Linked DNA regions of Ovis aries: region 1 is linked to region 2. The links are chromatin contacts, called in public Hi-C maps. All regions are on one chromosome and are shown on one strand. Each heading gives the region's core, a stretch centred on a gene start, on an enhancer-like site or on the middle of the called end of the contact. The rest is flanking DNA. Distances are from core to core; before and after follow the strand shown.

Evidence for each region. Hi-C and Micro-C count contacts between places; a contact is called where the count stands out from the background.
Region 1: a Hi-C map of muscle shows a contact between it and region 2, with 2.4 times the contacts expected there. The contact joins the promoter of RPL3 here to the promoter of CBX6 in region 2. A contact is called at or near these places in 4 of 16 Hi-C or Micro-C datasets (blood, hypothalamus, liver and 1 more).

The regions. Positions count from the first base shown.
Region 1 is chr3:216,570,301-216,574,442 of ARS-UI_Ramb_v3.0, forward strand. It overlaps RPL3 (ribosomal protein L3), which reads right to left and starts at 2,019. Exons shown (of 10, transcript XM_004006999.4): 1 at 1,852-2,019; 2 at 711-903. The coding sequence starts at 2,004. LOC114114229 (small nucleolar RNA SNORD43) reads right to left here and starts at 1,412; the gene lies at 1,349-1,412.
Region 2 is chr3:216,289,919-216,294,201 of ARS-UI_Ramb_v3.0, forward strand. It overlaps CBX6 (chromobox 6), which reads right to left and starts at 2,881. Exons shown (of 5, transcript XM_027968120.2): 1 at 2,730-2,881; 2 at 2,507-2,550; 3 at 2,282-2,347; 4 at 2,072-2,138. The coding sequence starts at 2,798.

The DNA of each region.
Region 1 (4,142 bases), core at 769-3,268, 280 kb after region 2:
ACACGTGCCCTCCCAGGCCAGCAATCTGCCACAGGACAGGGGTCTGCAGCAGTCTGCACCTCTCAGGCCTGTCCTCACTACAGACTGTTCAGCTGGCGCGCAGATATTTTCAACTCAATCAAACCCATCTGGACCCTACTCAACCACGTTAAGTCTGGCTCCAGGTCTGGTCAGTTATAACCACCTCTAGAGACTAATTCCTCATTGCTTTCACAAGAATACCAAGTATAGTAAGGTAGTAACACCGGAGCCTAGAAACCATTTTAACTGTCCAACGCTATCTGTTTCAGTACTCAGTGCTACGTGTTCTACTCAGTCACTTTTCTACTTCAGTTTCCCAGGAAAAAAATACTGCAACGTGCTGCCATTTCCTTTTCCAGGGATCTTACCAACCCAGGGGTCTCCAGCTTGGCAGGCAGGTTTTTTTTTTTTTTACCACTGAGCCAGCAGGGGAATCCTTCTATTCTTTGGCTCTTAACAAATTTACTCGCCCATGCTCCTTGACTTCATTACACCCCTCTGCCTATAACAATGCCAGTCACCTGAACTCTGGGGCACTAATCAATCCTAAAATATATTTCCATTCTCAAGTCCAGAGGTTCTGTTGATCTCCCCCAAAGCCTGCTCCCTTCTGACTGCTTGGCCCCATCTAGTCAGTTCCCACCAACTCCAGCTCTCCCATCAGCTAGAAAGATGCAGCATGTACTTACTGGACCCTGGCCTATCGACCTCCCTCACAATGTGGGTCATGCCAGCCTTGTAGCCAAGAAAGGCGGTGAGGTGCACGGGCTTGGAAGAGTCATCCTTGGGGAAGCTCTTCACCTTCCCGCGGTGCCGGCTGCTGCGCTTCCGAGGCAGGAAGCCCAGGGACCCGTGCCTGGGAGCAGAGAACTTCCTGTGAGACTAAGAGAAATAGAAGAACGTTAGCACCTTCTGAGGAGCTTCGTTCCCAGAGGCCTAGGTTTCAAGAGGATTTCAAGCAATGATGACTCCACGCCAGCAACCCAGGTTAAAAAATTTACATTCTGAACTAAGTTAAATTCTCTGTAATCACACATCCAGAAGGCATTATTCAGCCACACCTGAATTGAATATTTACCTCAACCCCTCACCTTATAACTTAAAAGGAACCATCCCCTTTGTCCTCTTAAAGACAAAGACACACCAGAGAGTCGCATTAAGAATGGCTTAACAAGCCTTACGCTCAAGATTCTGATCATCATTGTTGCCACTTTGCCCAGGGACTCCTTGTCAAAGGGCTGGGTGGTGGGCAACGGTACTGAAGGATTCCCGATGCTCCCAGCGGGAGCCAAACTGGAAAATGGAGGCCACTAGAACTCGGCAGAGCCAAATCAGAACATGACAATCAGCACAGCGTCTCTGTCCGCCCGTCAATAAGTTCATCATTTCTGGTTTCTGACAACTCTAGAGGCCAAAGGAGCTGTACCAACCTTCCCAGACGTTTCAGAATGAGGCCTCAACAACTCCTGCCCCGAATACCCTCCCCAGCCTGACAGCCTGTATTTCTGCACCTCTTTAACACTCGAGCCAAACAATCGCACACACTGTCCTCCTGCCAAAAGGCTCAAGACTTGAATCTCGAATGCTGAGATCGAAATCCAGGAAGTCAGTCTATGGTTTGAAAATTGTCGGGCCCAGGCCTCTCGGCCGCCCCCACACCATCCTCAAGTCCCAGACGTTTCCAGGAAATAGACCTGACCGCGGGTTCCGCTGAGTGCCCCGTGCTATTACAGCAGAACCCCGGCGCCGGGTGAGCCGAGATGGCGGCGATGTGCCGCGGATTCAGCCAGGCCACCACGACAAAGAGGAAGCCGCCATGACACTACATACCATCCTGCCGTCGGAAGCTGCCGGTAGAGGTCGGCCCGCGGGCCGCGCGAGATATATAAATGCTAGTCTGGCTCCGCCCCTTCCGGCGTACGAGCGCGCACCCGCGGCAGACGTCGGGTCGCGGAGCAGACACTGGACTCCATTTCCGCGCATGCTCGTTCTCGCCTTGCTTGCGCTCCGACCAGGGCGTCAGTTTGGTAGGCGGGATTTAGAGGTCCTACAGCGAGCGGCTGGGATCACACTTCGAGAAAATTTTCGGACGCGCCGGCATAAAATGAAAGTACTGTTACCCTACAGCGTTGGACAGTAGCCAACTTTTAAGGAAACGTTGAAACGCGCTATTACGCTGAAAGGAGATGGTCAGTCACCTCTGGAATTGAATAACCCTATCGGGGCTTCAGTTCCTAAGCGTTTTCACACGTGGTATATCCTTTCCCTCCAGCACTCTGGATCATCGATGTTGCCATTTTGCAGGCATATTGGGAAGTGGAATCAGTTCCGCAGCCCCCACCAACTCAAAGTTAGAAAAGACTGAACCCCTGGTTTTCCTGGTTCCCAACTCAGAGGCTCTTCCCGACACCAGCTTGCCTTTAATACGTGCTGATTTGGGATTTCCCCTCCCTCTAGCTCCATCTAGGCCATTCCTCCCACTATCGGGCTGCGGGGCCTGGCTCTTGATTCTGAAGGTCTGAGGCGGCGAAACCCTCACCAGCTGCCGGGCGTCACGAAGCCTGGCTCTCCCTGCCTCCCAGATCCTCTGCATGAAGGACCCTCGCTCATCTCTGCCTGGGCTCGTCGTCACCTAGGAGTCTCCTAGTTGCTCACCCTCCCGCCAGGCTTGTCCATCCAGATCTAAAAATCGTATTATCTTTTGGTTACTTCCCGTGCCCTTCCTCACCCCCACTCCTAGTTATTTCCTCTGGTGTAAGGCTTAGCTCCTGAGCCTGCAAGCCAAGAATCTGCCCTAACTAGCTGCTCCAGCCTCTTTTCTGTGGGTGAACACACACACACTTTCCCACCTTCTACCTCCATCCCACCCCGTTCTGTTCTTTGATTCTGGGCCTGGCCATTGCTCACACCGTTATTAAGAAAACGTTCTCAACTAACCTTCACTCCATCCCCCAGTGGCAGTGTTGAGAGTCCTCAGCCCCTTATGGGAAATCTTTGAGGCCAGATCTGTTTCCAAATTGAGCATTTTCCATGTTTTAGATAATATCATGCAGTATGGTGCACATACTGTATATTATGTAATCCTCCCTAAGCTCTTTAATGAAACACATTAATTCTGTAAAGAGACATGAATATTCACATGGAGTGGAATAAATAGCCCCACAGTTCAAGGCTAACGTTGCTGCCTAAAAAATTCAGATTAGTTTCGTTTTTGCCGCCAACTGACTTAAGTTTTTCATAATTCAATTTACAGCAATATGGATGGACCTAGAGAGTACTCTTGCCTGGAGAATCCCGTGGACGGAGGAGCCTGGTGGGCTGCAGTCCATGGGGTCGCTAAGAGTCGGACACGACTGAGCGACTTCTCTTTCACTTTTCACTTTCATGCATTGGAGAAGGAAATGGCAACCCACTCCAGCGTTCTTGCCTGGAGAATCCCAGGGATGGGGGAGCCTGGTGGGCTGCCGTCTATGGGGTCGCGCAGAGTCGGACACGACTGAAGCGACGCAGCAGCAGCAGCAGCAGAGAGTATCATACTGAGTAAAGACAGAAAAAGACAAATACTGTGATATCACTTGTGTGGAATCTAAAATATGATACAAATGAACTTACTTACCAAACAGAAGCAGACTCACATAGAAGACAAAGGTATGGTTACCAAAGAGAAAAAGGGTTAGGGAAGGAATGAATTGGGAGATTGGGATTAGATACAAATTGCTGTGTATAAAATAGAGAAACAAGGTCCTATTGTATGCCACAGGGAACTGTATTCAATATCCTATACTAAACCATAGTGGAAAAGAATATGAAAAAGAATATATGACCAAATCACTTTCCTTTATACCAGAAACTTAACATTATAAATCAAAACTTTTTATTTCAGAATGGCAGACAAGGAATTATGGCCCACACTGTCCCCTTTTACAGAGAAAACTAAGTTCAGGCCAAAAAGGAATAATTTGGCAAAAGTCATACAATTAAGAAAGGACAGAGCTCAAGTCTGATTCTAGGTTAGGTTTTCATGACATCAGACTCAGGGTTCAGTCACCTCTTCACTGGAAAAGGAGCTCTGGGGTCCTGAGTCACTCATTTGCTCAATAAGAAATTCTTCCTGGAGTCTC
Region 2 (4,283 bases), core at 1,631-4,130:
AGGTTGAGAATTCTTTGAAGGTGAGACCTGGGTCTGCCTGTGAATTAAAAATGGTAACCACACCCAATGCATTTATTGCACTCTGACTGGGTGACAGGCACAGCTCCCAGGGCTTGGCATGTACGACATCTAGATAACGTGGAAGATAAAGCCCTGGACTCTACCACTCCTTCTCTGTGATCACAAGCAAGTTATTTAACCTCTCTAGTCTCAAGTTTTTCTATGTATAAAATGGGGATTATGCAACCTACCTCATGGGCTCCTGTTCTCTTCAGAGTAGTTCCCCCGCAGAAAGTGAGTGCTACCTGAGTGTGATTTGTTTACTACACACACTGCCTCTTGGGTTCAGACCAAGCTGATCTCCATCACCCCTTGCAAATCTCTCTCTCATGCTGAGTATCTATTTCATCTCATCTCCAAATCAAGGTCCTCTCATCTGCCTCTCTGTCCCCTGCCCCACCAACTCTGCAGCCTTCATAGTTTCCAGTGTGTGTCCATCTTTTCTCCTTAACCTGGTGTGTACTCCCTGAGGGACAGGATTAAAAAAAGGAGACATGATAAAGCTAGGAAGCTGGGTGATGGGAGCTCAGGTAAAATCACCTCCCTTCCCTGGGCCTTGATTTTCTCATCTGCAAAAGAGGGATACCATTCCCTACTTCGTAGTGGGGTTTTGAGCAATCGAGAGGAGATAATCCATGTGGGGGCTCAACACTATGAGGCCCACAGCCAGAACTACAGCTATTTAAAAAAGAAAAGCGTTCTGAATCAATGCTCATGGCCATTACCCACTTCCCCGCTAGAGGGCACTCCAGCTGCACTGTGAGAGGCTGTCACACAGCCCACGGGCCTCCAGACGCTCTGCCCCATCCCTCCGAAAAAGAAACATCAAGGGTTAAGATTGCTCCAGGGATCTCCTAAGATGTGTGTAATTTAGAGACAAGGGTCACAGAAGGATGTAATTCTGGAAACCATTATTTCTTTCACTTCTGCTTTAAGTCCGAGGCAAACTTTATACACACGTACAGTCCTTTTGAGGGAAGTGGGGGGCTGGAGAGTCCACCAACTGGGCTTTGAGCCTTTTGGACAGATTGGAGATTCTGAGGCCCTGCCACTCTGCACAGCCTTTTTTTCTGCAGAGTCCGTCTGCCCTGCCCATGCCAACTGCCACAAAGTCACAGGGTGTCAGGGTGGGATGGGGCCTTGAGAAAACCTTAGCACTAGAGGGGAGACAGTGCTTGCCCATGGAGACTGCCTGCAGCCTTGCCTGCCACCTTGGGTCATCTCGACTTCCCTTTCCCAGACTCTGTTCTTCCTCATTAAAAAATAAATAAATAAACACCAAAAACCTCTAAGATGGCTTCCTCTGGAGCTAAGTCTCCCTCCCTTGCCAAGGCCAACGTGCCATGCTTTTACTCTCTCCCCCTCCATCCTCATTAGAACCTCCAGACACAGCCAGAAGTGGGGATAACTGAAAACCAGTAGCCCAGCCTGGGTGATAAAACTCAAAGTGAAGTGACTTAAGGTCAAATTTAAGTTCGATCCTCCTGTCGGAAGGGAAGGCATGCAGAATAAATCCTGAGAAGAGGCAAGCTGGAGACACGGAGGCAGCCTCCCACCCCAAAAGCCTCTCCCTGTTCCGCACCATGAGGGAGATCACGTTCACTCCTGCTCTGGACATGAATTCCAGGTAGAGCCCCACCAGCTCAAGGGTGGGGGAGAGCAGAGCTCTCAAGTGCAGAGGCCACCTCCCTGCCACCCCCGCAGGTGGATGGCCCCCACCTGCCTCATCCACCCTCTTCCTGCGGGCCTCCCCAGACCCTGGTTTTGTGAGCAAGGCTCATCCTCCCTCCGCGTCCCCATTCCCAGGCCCCTCTTGCTGAGAAGCCAGAGCTGGCCAGGGCCGCCTGCCAGGGGCTCGTCGGGGTCTCACAACCACCCCCTGCCCAGCAGGGGCCCCCTCTCGAAAGGCCCGCCCGCAAGGGCGGCCGCGGATCTGTCCCTCCCCTGCAGGCCCCGTGTTGCGCCCGGGCTAGGGGCCCGAGAGGGGGCTGTTGGGGCTGGGCCAGGTTACCTTCAGGAGGAAAGTTTTGGGTTTGGGTCCCCTCTTCTTGGGTCCATACAGCTCACGCTCCCGCTCCCTGCGGCAGAGAAACACCCGAGGTTAAAAATGAGCCCCTTCCCGGGCCCCACTCCGCGCTGCCTTCCCTGGCCCTCCCGCTTCCCCGCGCTGCGCCCCAGCCGAGCCTCGGCCCCGCCGCCCCTGCCAGCTTCCCAAACTCACTTCTGTTCGAAGGCTGCAATGAGCCGCGAGTCTAGGATGTTCTCTTCGGGCTCCCAAGTGCTGTACCTGCCGAGTTACACATGCACAAAATAAAAAACAAAACAAGAGAAGCAGAGGCACATGCGAGGGAGCAAATGTGCGCACCCCCCAAGGTAAAAAAAAAAAAAAGGCCCCGATGTCCGCTGCTTCCCTTCCCCCCTCGCTCCTGGATCCCGTGACACTCACTTGATGGCCCACCCCTTCCATTTCACCAGGTACTCGATGCGTCCCTGAAAAAGAGAAGGAAAAAAAGGGGAGAGTGGGGGTGGGGAAGATGCGGGGACGCGAGGAGGCGACGGCGCGGGGGTGGGCGAGAGAGCCCAGGTTAGCGGGACCGCTTCGCCTAGCTGGCCCACAGACTCGGGCCTCGGCTGCGGGGCGAAGCGTCCCGCCCTGGGAGGCGGCTCACCTTTCGGATCCGCCGTTTGATGATAGATTCGGCCGCGAAGACCCGCTCGCCCACTGCAGACAGCTCCATCTTGCTCAGCGGCACCCACAGCCCATAATACTCCCTGCTCCCGCGGCCGGTGCTGCACCGCTCGCGCACGCGCCGCAGCGCTCAGGCTCGGCGGGCGGGCGCGCGGCAGGGCGCGCGCTCGCGTTCCAGCTGCGGGCCGTCACGTGACCCTCCGGGCTGGTGCGCCGTTGCCAGGACCTCCTCCTCCCCCGGGGCGGTTGCTAGGGAAAGTGAGCGCACGCGGGGCCGGGGCGCGCGCTGGCTCTTAAAGGGGCCTAGCCTGGCTCGGGGAGCCGCGGCCCCGAAGCCCGGGAAGGAGATGCTTGGCCTACGGGAAGCCTGGTTGTGGACAGTGCAATCTTACAAACACTTTCTCATTCTCCCCTCCATCTTCCTGGCCCCGGACCGCTGACTATCTCTCCCTCTTAACCCTCCCTTACAAGTCACTCCTGGGCCCTGGGCGGTGAAGGGGGGTGGAATTTCTACAGCCGCTGCTCAGCTTCCCAGCAGAAGTTTGCAAACAGTTAAATATGATACAGCAGAAATGCATTTGCTGTTGCCTTGCCAGGCCCTGCGGGAATTTCTTTAAAACACTGCTCCCCCCGCCCTTATCCATTATTTATGTATTCGTGGGAGTGTGGTTTTGTAACCAGTTCAGATGAATTAAAACAAAAACGCCACCGCAGGAAAGGGTGGGGGGAGACGGTGAATGGGGCCGAGGAAGGTCGGGGTGATCCCTTGGATTTGTTTTCGGCCGGGGTCTTGGGCGGGCACCTGCCTTCACCAGGAGGGAGGTCGGGTGAAGACGCAGCGAGCAAGATGTGGCGGTGGTTGGGGGTAGGGGGGCGGTCCAGGGAGGAGAGGCCGCGGGGTGACTACAGGCTTCCTACATACCAGATTGGGCCCGAAGCAGGTCATCCTTGGGTCACTCGGCAAAAGCCGCCCTCGCGGTCAGGTCTCTGTTTTCTGATTCCCAGGCCCCCTGGCCGCGTCATCCTTCTGCCGCCTACAGTTCCTCTAATGGTTCCGCCATTGCTAACGGGGAGACCACAGCCCAGCTTCCTATTTGGGGAGGGAGAGGGAGACTTCAGCTGTCCTGGAGAGGGCACAGAGTACCCCTGCCACACAAACCGCGCCATTTCATTTTATTTTGAATTATTTAAACTTTATTTTTTAAAAAGAACACCAACAGCCTTGTTCTTGCAATTTTTTTTTAAGTAAGAAAAGAAACTGTCTATAATATCCATCCAACCGTTAACCTCTTCACGGATCTTCTTCGAGACTCTGTCCTATGCCTAATAAACACACGTACCTATGCTCCTTTGTACGTTATATATATATGTAGTAAATGGCAACCCACTCCAGTATTCTTGCCTGGAGAATCCCATGGACAGAGGAGCTTGGTAGGCTACAGTCCACGGGGTCACAAAGACTGAGGACTTCACTTTCACTTTCATAGACGTGTATTTAAATATTTTCTTTTCAGCAGAATGGGATCTCATTGTT